Regions from separate parts of the Mus musculus genome. Here region 1 is linked to region 2. The links are chromatin contacts, called in public Hi-C maps. All regions are on one chromosome and are shown on one strand. The core of a region is the stretch at or near the end of the contact, and the rest is flanking DNA. Distances in the headings are between cores, read along the strand shown. Region 1 holds the start of Cacnb4 (calcium channel, voltage-dependent, beta 4 subunit). Region 2 overlaps Neb (nebulin).

Evidence for each region. A called contact is a pair of places that touch in the nucleus more often than the background predicts.
Region 1: a contact with region 2 is called in a Hi-C map of cerebellar granule neurons, with 1.9 times the contacts expected there. The contact joins the promoter of Cacnb4 here to the enhancer-like site in region 2. A contact is called at or near these places in 1 of 484 Hi-C or Micro-C datasets (cerebellar granule neurons), 2 of 115 datasets of contacts at active chromatin or transcription factors (embryonic stem cells and stem cell-derived neural progenitor cells) and 1 of 9 other capture datasets (embryonic stem cells).

The regions. Positions count from the first base shown.
Region 1 is chr2:52,674,130-52,679,289 of GRCm38.p6, forward strand. Cacnb4 (calcium channel, voltage-dependent, beta 4 subunit) reads right to left here and starts at 2,480. Exons shown (of 14, transcript NM_001037099.2): 1 at 2,142-2,480; 2 at 1,599-1,682. The coding sequence starts at 2,201. It overlaps Gm46740 (a long non-coding RNA gene), which reads left to right and starts at 2,652. Exons shown (of 2, transcript XR_001783304.2): 1 at 2,652-3,165; 2 at 4,121-5,160.
Region 2 is chr2:52,260,532-52,265,259 of GRCm38.p6, forward strand. Neb (nebulin) reads right to left here. Exons shown (of 157, transcript NM_010889.1): 53 at 3,355-3,666; 54 at 2,965-3,168; 55 at 1-67. Among named protein-coding and RNA genes, the nearest start is that of 4930573O16Rik, 28 kb to the right of the region's middle. Within about 2 kb of position 1,805, at least 2 of the 459 cell types and tissues checked have an H3K27ac peak or open chromatin away from gene starts, as enhancers often do. A contact at or near this core is called in cerebellar granule neurons, where this site is marked.

The sequences.
Region 1 (5,160 bases), core at 1,230-3,729, 410 kb after region 2:
CTAAAATTACCTTTGCAATATTTTTTTTCCATTAAGCCTACACACAGCGGCCCACTCTACAACATTTTGTGTGTGTGTGTGTGTAGTTTCAATCATTGAATGACTAGGAAATTGGGGAAAATATCAGAAAGGATATTGTTTTGTTTGGGCTCAGAGTGTAAAGTAGTGCAGTGAATTCAAAAGTATTAGTCAAAAATCTCACAGAACACACTACTGTATAATTAGTAGTTCCAAGAATCTGCAATAAGAAAGCACTACCAAAAATAAGCATCTACAAAATAAACATAAAGAACTCAGGGTTGCATAACTCAAAAAATATTTTAAGCTGAGCAGTGGCTTCCCCTAATCAAATTCACAAATAACCCTAGCTCTGCAAAGAGGGTACAATGTTCTTTCAAAATGAATGCAGAATCAAATGTGTTTAAATACTGTTCATGCCTGGAGCACACCACACTGAGTTACAGAATGATAGCCATAATTTCTGTTTCTGCAGAAAGTACAAATGTTCGTAGAAATATTACCCAAATATGCTTTATAGACCTTTTAAGCGCTGTCAGAGTCCAATTTTGAGTCTAAATCATGTTCTACTTTGAAAATATGTTTAAACTAATTATCAAAAAAAAAAAAAAAAAAAAAAAACCACCGCGGCTGCCATAGTAAGTTAGAATCTCAGGACACCACGTTCTGGGTGACCTAGAGAGAAAAGTATTTCTCAAGGTCGCTCCAGCAGTCCAGGGCAGAACCTGGGATAAAAGCGTCTTGGGGCAGTGACCAAAGTCTGCCTAAGTCACCTGGGAAAAACACACTCCAGAGAAAGATCAAGGTGAGCCACTTGTGCATTCCTTCTCCGGCATCCTGCGGCTCCGGAGGTTTTATTGGCAGCACTGGGTAGTGCAAAATCAGAGGGTCGATTTCCTTCCTCAAAGTGACAGACACCAGAGAACTGAGCATTGCTAGCGACCTGCGGTTCGAACTACTTGCCTCTGGCCACGAGGAAAACACGGGAAAGCCAGCGCGAGGTTCAGCCAGACCCTGGGAACTGCGCCCGCGCTGTCTTATTTAGGTCTCACTAGACCGCTGTCCCTGTCAGTCCGTGATTACGCGAAATCGATGAAGCAGTGCCAAGATGAGACTAAACTTTTCTAAGTGTCTTTCTTTTGGCCAGAACTCAGAGAACTCGCTCAAAAATGTGCAAAGTATTCAAAAATAGGACAAAGATTGGAGAAACCCTCAAACTCTCACAGCGCATCAAATCAGGTCTCTCAAGGTCCCTCTGTGCAACGAAGGTGGGCCAGGAATACTTTCTAGCTCTTAAATTCAGTGTCCCCGGCCAATGTCCCTTTTCCTCTCCAACGCAAGTACACAAAATACAAACTAACTTCTCGGAGCGACAGAGAGATGTAGGGATGCCAACACTAGGTAGCCAGGGTACCAGCAGAGGGATGGAGTTGGAAGCAGAGGTAGGGGCGGCTGGACCCCAGGACAGGGCAGCATGAAGCAGAGGGACAAGGACCGAGCCCCGAGCGGCGCAGACCGGACTCGCGCTCGGGGGCGAGGGACCGCGCTGGGTGCGGGCTCCGGGCGCCCGAACCTCCTACCTGTCTGAGGATGAAGCTGGTAGAAGTGGTGCTGCCATCCGATCTTTTCAACCTGCTCCTCCGGGTCGTGGTGCCTCGGGCCACCTGAACTCGACACACCGGGGCCACAAAGAAGCCAGTGAGGACCGCAGCGCTGAGCCGAGCGGTCACCCGGGGCTGGAGTCCTCCTTGGGAACCGCGCCCTGGGGACCCCCCCCCCTCTCGCCCCGAGCCCCGAACCCTAGTCTCCCCGGCGCCTCCCAGCGCCCCCACCCCCATCCCTCACCCCGAGCTGGGTGGTCCCGAGCACCCACCACATCCATTAACAAAACGTCGCGTGTGCGGGGTCTGAATCCCCGGCATCGGCGACAGGAGGCTGCGGACACTGAAGCCGGAGCGCTGAGCCCCGGAGCAGGGCTAGGAGGAGGGGAGGAGGAGGGGGAGGAGCGGGCAGGCGGGCGGGCGGGAGGCGCGGAGGAGGGAGCGGCGGCTCAGGACCAGCGCCCCGCACTCGCGGCACCAAGGCGGGGCGCGGGGCGGCGCGGGTGGAGGAGGGGGCGGTACCTGTGAGCTGGGGGAGTGCGGCCCGTCCGCCGCCCCGTTCTTGCCGTACGAGGACGACATGGTTCAGAGGCGCCGCATGGCCCTCGCAGCGCGGTGGGCGGAGGGCGCGGGCCGGTGCGGGTGGAGGGGGAGGCAGGACTTCCCTACCCGGCTCCTGGCCCCGCGCCGGCTCGCGGGCCGCCTGCCCGCACTTCGCCGAGCGCCGCACCTTAAAGGGGCCGAAGCGCTTCCCTCCCCCCCCCCGCGCCCTCCTGGAGGTCCAGGAGAGGGGGCTTCTCGGTTGTCGCCTTCCCGAGCCTCGGGGAGAAGTGCTCTCCCACCCCGCGAGCGCTTTACAGCGCAGCTTTCCAGAGGATGGAGGGAGGGGAAAATCTGAGCTGGGGGTGGGAGGATTAAAATAGTCTGCACAGTTTAAAATGAGACAAAGGTGGCACGGTTCATGAATCAGGACTTAGGGAGGGAAGCTGGTGCAGTGTTGCAGGGAGTGGGCAGAGCGGAACGTGCGTGCGTGTGTGTGTGTGTGTGTGTGTGTGTGTGTGTGTGTGTGTGTGTGTGTGTGTGTGTGTCCCAGAACTCCAATTTGAAAAGGACAGGACTGACTCCTCCTTCCTTGACTTTCCTCATCATCCCACACAGGGATGGTAAGGCACAGGGTGTGTGTGTGTGTGTGTTTGCTTTTTATTAGTGGTTTTTTTGTTTTTGTTTGTTATTGTTATTGTTTGAGCAACTCTACTCTCAGAGATGCAAGTTATACACACCTAGGCAGGCGTGGGAGAGCCTGTCAGTCAGAGTCTGACTGGAGATGCAGCCCCACCACCGGAGACCAGCATGTCCTAAGGAGTTTTGAAGGTCACGTCAAACCTGCTAAAAAGCAGGAGTTGGCCACGTGCCTCCAATTCGGTATAGCTGTTTCCAGGAGAAGAAACTCAACCTAGCTTTTCCGGCTGCAAACACATGCTGTGTTTGAGATCAAGTTCAAAGCAAGAGGATCCTAGAAGGAAGAAATTTGAAGTAATCAAAAGAGGTGGGCAAATATGTGAATTCAAGAAAATAAATCCTAACTATAGTTACAGCCGCAGAGATGCATAGTAAAAATAGAAGTAGACATAAAGCCACTAAATCAGCCCCCCTCACCCTGCAATCTAGTGTTTCACTTATAAAAACAAGTGTCACGTTTATTTTCCCATCCATTACACACTTTCTTTACAGACCCACATCTTCACTTCATCTAAACTTGGGTCCTAAAACTAGTCTTGCCTCCAAGCTCCCTGTGCGCACAAACACACACACACACACACACACACACACGCACACGCACACATGCACACACGCGCACACGAACACACACACACACACACACACACACACACACACACACACACACACCAAGCACAGTCCATCTACACTCAGGCAAAGCCATTTCTCCAAAACCACTTTCCTCAATTTACTGTTTTCTGAGGTAAAGCCCAAAGTCTGTGATCTGCAAACTAGGCTTCCTGCTTGCTTTGGACATACCCACACTCCAAAACTCCTCCCTCCAAATTGATTTCTCTTTGCAAAGCCAGAGAGCAGGCAGGCCCATTTACTGCTCGTCCCTGACTTGCACTCCACTTCAGCATCAGAGCTCTGAAGTATGTCCTTGGCATCTGCCCTCCACACTATCTAGACACCACCCAGAGTTCTGCAACCCTGCTCAGCTCACTCTTCCTCCACAGAAATCCTCCCTGACCCTTGTGGTCCTGGATTGTCCTGTGCCTGAAAAACTGGAGCATTTATTCTCTAGATATTTGGCACAGGATATCTTAGTATATATTAAGTCTTGCTTTTGTGAAAATCCAGTTTCCAAAATAGCTCGGTATCTGTGTAGTTTATGTGTAGTGGAAGCCCCTAGGAAGTTAATGGGTAAGGAGCCATCTCTAATGTAGACACCCCTCTCCACCAGCACCCCCATTAGTTGCTGTCATCTCATTCTGTTCTAGGAACCTTTTTCTTAGTTGACACTTCATCAATACACACAGACTAAATGGTTGCGGAGGCTCTGGCTTCTCATCGCCCAGTTTCACTGACTGAATAATCAGAACAGAATCCACACCAGGAAGACAGCATGAATGGCTCTGCGCATCTGCCTCTCGACAAGAGCTGTGCGGATTACGAATACACCTCCAGCGATGGGCCTAACAGGCACACCATGAGGCGAAAGATGTCTGAGAAAATCTACAGAACTCCAGCGAGAAAAGTGTGAGTCTGTGGCATTCCAGCCAAGCTCCCGAACCCTCCTACCTTTCTGATCAGAGAGGGAAACTCCACCCCACACAGGTAAAGTCAGAAACACAAGACTCCCCCTCTTCTTAAGTGTGTGTGGGTGTGGGTGTGTGGGTGTGTGGGTACTTTCCTGGGAAAGATACTGCAATTCTCCTTTAGCTATCTGTTGCTAAAACTAAGTTCTGAGTGAGCATGGGAGGGTAGTACAGGCTGCCTTCTGACAGCCCCATTCATGTGATGGAAACTTTATGTTGCTCACAGTCATTGAGAGTGCAGGGGTCCTGATGGAGCTTGTTTTTGGCTCATGAAGAGGCAAGCTAATCTCTTCTGAAATGATACCACTGTGGTGGTTTAGGTGAGACTGGCTCCTATAGGCTCATATATTTGAATTTTGGTTCCTTCTTAGTGGGAACGTTTGGGGAGGATTAGGAGGGGTGGCTTCTGTTGGAGGAAGAGTGTCACTGAAAAGGTCAACTCTTGTTCTTGTTCTGTCTGCAACTTTTCGATCAGATGTGAGTTCTTGGCTTCTGCTCCATCACCCATGCATGCCACCATGATCCACACCAGCATGGACTAACCCTCTGAAAATGCAAGCAAGCCTCTAAGTGCTGTATTTTATAAGTTGCCTTTTTTAAAGTTAACTATTTTATAAGTTTTAATAAGTAGGCCTCCTCACAGCCATAGAATATCAACTAAGACAGTCAGAGAGAATATGTCATTGTTCCCTAGCACCATGAAGTTGGATTCGAATTGCTCA
Region 2 (4,728 bases), core at 555-3,054:
TGTCAGGAGTGTCAGGCATGATGTGGATCTGAGTCTTGTCCTTGTCCCAAGCTTCTCTATAAAGTCTCTAAAATGAGAAACAATAATTTTATCAGTGGTATTGTCAGGTTCAAATACAACAGTTGGCTCCAGATGGCATTATAGCAAGACGGCAATATAAAAGGAGACATAATTTTCTTATCTGAAATGCAACTACCTTTCAAATACAGATTATGGCTTACCTTTTTGAAGTTACTGATACTATTGTCTACGGAAATCAACACATGAAATAAAACCTTTGTTGATACTATCAAGTTGTATCAACAATTTTTTTTTTGGCCATTAAAATCCCCCTTAGTGTTTAACTGTCTTATCAAAAGATGACCTATTTAAATTATGCCTAGGAATTAGGGAATCTTAGTTCTCATTTGGTTTACTATTTAAGATTATACAATTATTTTGGAGGATAAGTAAATTGACGATAATGTTGGGATTTCTCCAAAAGAACAGTTTAAATTTTATCAAAATCTTTTGGATGTGTTAAAAACCATTTTCATGTCTGTCTTCCATAGAAGATCATGGGAAACCAAATTTTAAAATCTTGGTAATTAAATAAAAGTGAAAGTTTGAAGAACAGAATATTTATACAGTATCAAATTTATAAACAAAAACTCAATTAAAAGTTTTGAATGCCACTTCTGGTCCATGTAGTGATATGTTGCCAAATGTGGTAATGCAGGTCTTTAATCCCAGCACTTGAGAGGCAGGGGCAGGCATCTCTGTGGGGTTGAGGGCAAGCCGGTCTACGTATACATAGAGAGTTCCTGGTCACCCAGCAATACATAGTGAGACTTGGTCTTTACATGTTTCTCCAAGGGATAAAACTTAACAGTAGAAGAATCTGGCACTATCACTTTAAGCAAGTGATAAAAGTTCAAATGATCAGCAACAGGACAACTTGATATCCTGGGCTCTCCTGCCGTGAGGGCTGAGCAGGACACAGCGTGTAGTTTCCTCGTGAAAAGACCCAATCTGAATCATCCTAAGGATGCCTTGGAAAGCCCAAGGTGAAGGAGAAGCTGCACCTGTCACAACTGTCAAAGACTTAGGAGACAGAGAGGAAATAAGCTAGAGTAAGAATAAATGCAAGGTGGGACTCCCAGTTGCATTGTCAACCAGGGGGAACATTTTTCTTTTACTACAAAGGGTATTAGTAGTAAAACTGAATAAGTTTTTGTTACTTAAAATTGATTTAGTGTGTGTGTATATGTGTGTATTTGTGTGTGTGTACTTGTGTGTATATTTGTGTGTGTGTACTTGTGTGTGTGTGTTTGTATGTGTATACTTGTGTGTGTGTATTTGTGTGTGTGTACTTGTGTGTGTGTATGTGTGTGTGTGCATTTATGTGTGTGTACTTGTGTGTGTGTGTGCATATAGGGTTCAGGTGCCATGGCTTGCATGTGTAGGCAAGACAGCAACTATCACATGCAAGAGCTCAGGCTTGGTAGCGGGCGCCTTTATCCACTGATCCATCTCACCAGCCCTCCAGTATAAACATTTTAAGGATTCATTAATTCCTTAGATTTTGTACTTCTCTTCTGTATGAATATGCTTTCTATCATGCAAATGGCTCAGAGAAGTTAATTAGGCCTTCAGGATCAAACTGAAACAAGACACATTAATATTAATCTATGTTTACTCAAGTTCTTTCCTAATCTTTCTGGTAGGAACGCCAGTGCCTTTTGGCCTCATAATCATTGGTGTTACACTCTGGGTGGCTCTTGATTGTAGGACACAGTCTTGTGTCATTGGGAATTTTTCAGTAGCCATGCCTGGTTTCTATCCACTAGAGGCCAGTAGCACACCACCTCCAAGTCAGGACCAGCCAAGGGGAAAACTTCCTAGATATTGTCAAATTTCTTCTAGGGTACAAGAGTGTCCTGGTAGAGAAATTTCCTCAATATTATATTCTACCTTGATCCCGCAGAATGCACAATGAATGCTAATATTATTTAGTTTAGCATATCCAAAAGAAGAGACTCAAACACCCTAGCTTCTGCCTGGGTGTGCAAAGCCCTAACAGGATTGCTATTCAGCACCCATGCAACTAGGACACGGGTTGGTCAGCTTTATGGTCTAGTCCTTCCCTTGCTTAACTTCCCCATTCAGAGCTTCCCCCACACCTTCATTAAAATTCTAAGAAAGAAGCCATGTTCAGAACCCCAAAATGTGCTCGCTTGGTCTGCCACCCTTTGTATTCAAAGCATATCACAAAGGCAAAGAGAGAACTGGAGATTGAGGCAGAAAGAGACTGGCAGGCTTGTATTTGCTTCAGCTTTTGGAAAACAAAACTGTTGTCTGTGAGTGTTTCCTTACCTGGAGAAGAGCTACAGCTCTGCTATGAAACACAGCCTCGTGTATCAGGTAAGAACTAAGGTATGCATTGAAAATGAAGGACACATGGAGCACCATGTACAAAGCGCCTCCTAAGACCTATGCAGGGCTGGTGAGATGGCTCAGTGGGTAAGAGCACTGACTACTCTTCCGAAGGTCCTGAGTTCAAATTCCAGCAACCACATGGTGGCTCACAACCAACCGTAATGAGATCTGACGCCCCCTTCTGGTGCATCTGAAGTCAGCTACAGTGCATATATATTTCTATGCAGTTATCAATTTAAAGTTTCTTGCATATATATATATATATGTATATATGTATGTATGTATGTATGTATGTATGTATGTGTGTATATATATATATATATATATATATATATATATATATATATATATATATATATATATATGTAGTGGTACTGAGAATTGAATCTTGTGCGTGCTAGGCAAATATCTTTAGAAAATATATCCTTTAAGGGAGACATGACTCTGTGGTTAAAACAAAACAACAAAACAAACAACAACACCCCAAACTTGTTTCTTTATAATATTTTCCATGCTCTGTCAATATATTGCTAAAGAAATACTCACGTCACTCCTGTTTTTGGCATTTGTTTTAGCCAGAACTATGTCCATGGCGTCAGGGATGCTGGTGAACTTATTTCTGTCTGGAGGTTGGCGGTATTTCTTCTCACTGATGATTTCTGAAGCCCGCTTGTTCTTTTCTGCTTCCAAAGAACCCAGGGGACTCCATCCTATGCCTCTCAGCCACTCTAGGTCAGACTTATACATATTCTAGGAAAGGACAAAACAAGCCATCAAAAACCCATCTTCCCCTTCACCATGACTAGGAGATGCTAGTTACAGACAGGTGTTTGAGGGGGTCGAGGTAATTTCTCTTTCCAATCTGTTTTTTACCTCACATAAATGGCTATTAATATGTGGAGTGATTTTAAGTAATCAAATTTGATAGACACTGACCTCACTTTGTAGCTCATAGACCTTTTTAGCTTGGATGACGTCATTCTGGTCAGGTAGGCACGTCCACTGGTGTAGGTAGTTCCTGTAGTCAGCATCACTGACCAAGGCCTGGCACTTCTTGGCCAACACCACCCCCAGCATGTCCACAGGGCTGGTGTATTTGGTTTTCCACTTCTCAAAGTCCTTCTTGTACTCCCTGTCGCTCTGCATTTTGGCTACATTCATTGATAGCACAAGCTTTGGGTCATCTTGCACACTGAGGAATCCAATATGGTGTCCCAGTTGTTTCCGGTAGCCTTGTTTATATTTAAACTGAAATCAGGAAACAGAGTCTTTTTAATAACATAAACAAAAGCTAAGTCAAACTTACCTTGCTTTGTTGCTATACTTCCCATCCCCCAAATGGGGATGAAAAATGATTTCTGAGCTAACCTATCAGGAAGTGTTTCTATCCTTAAGTAAGCTCTGCTTAATTAGATCTATCTAAAGAATGTAATGCCGCCAAGTATCAAGGGAGTTTATCATGAGAAATTGGTTCTATGTAAAGGCAGAAATATGTGCCTGACACTGTTGTCTGACTTCAGGATAACATTTAGTAAAATGTTTGTTACATGCTTATGAGAAAAAATAGGGGCTGAATTGCAGAGAAAAAATTATGAAGATATATGATCTGATGAATAAGCAAAAATGTAGATTGGAGAATTTTTACATGATTATATTATTATGTCATATGTCTAAATTGGGATCTATATCTTGTGGGCACAGATAGGAATATCTTGATATGTTAGTTAGAAACAAAGCTCCTCAAGAGCTCATCATCTTGTCAAGCAGGTAAAAATAAACTATATAGATTTCAGGTAACCAAAGTTAAAAAAAAATCCAGTCTTAGATTTAGTTGGGGAAATTACATCACTATTAAATGACCACAACATTGCTAATAAGTGCAGTGGCAGTTACTTAATGTCAGGGACTAAACACATAGTAGGACTCACAACATGGGCTCAGCTCCCTCAAATCACATACGTTTAAACTATTCTGGACTTTAAGGTGACTATACCATTGCAGTAGTTAATCGGCATTGTCAATGTGATTAGATATAGAATCATCTAAAAGGTTGAAGGCGCTCCTCTGGGTGTATCTGTAAGGGTAGTTCCAGATGAAAAGGTTCCACTCTACATGTGGGCCATAGAGTCCCATGGACTTGGGGCCTGGACTGAATGAAAGGGGAAAAAGAGAGAGCCAGATGAGGGTCAGCTTTCCTGTCTTCATATTTCTGGCTTGCAGTGATGCAACAGAGGCTGCTCAGCATGCCTGCTTTGCCAAGATGAATGAAGCCTTGGAAACTGTAAGCACTAGTCTTGTCTTGCCTCTCTG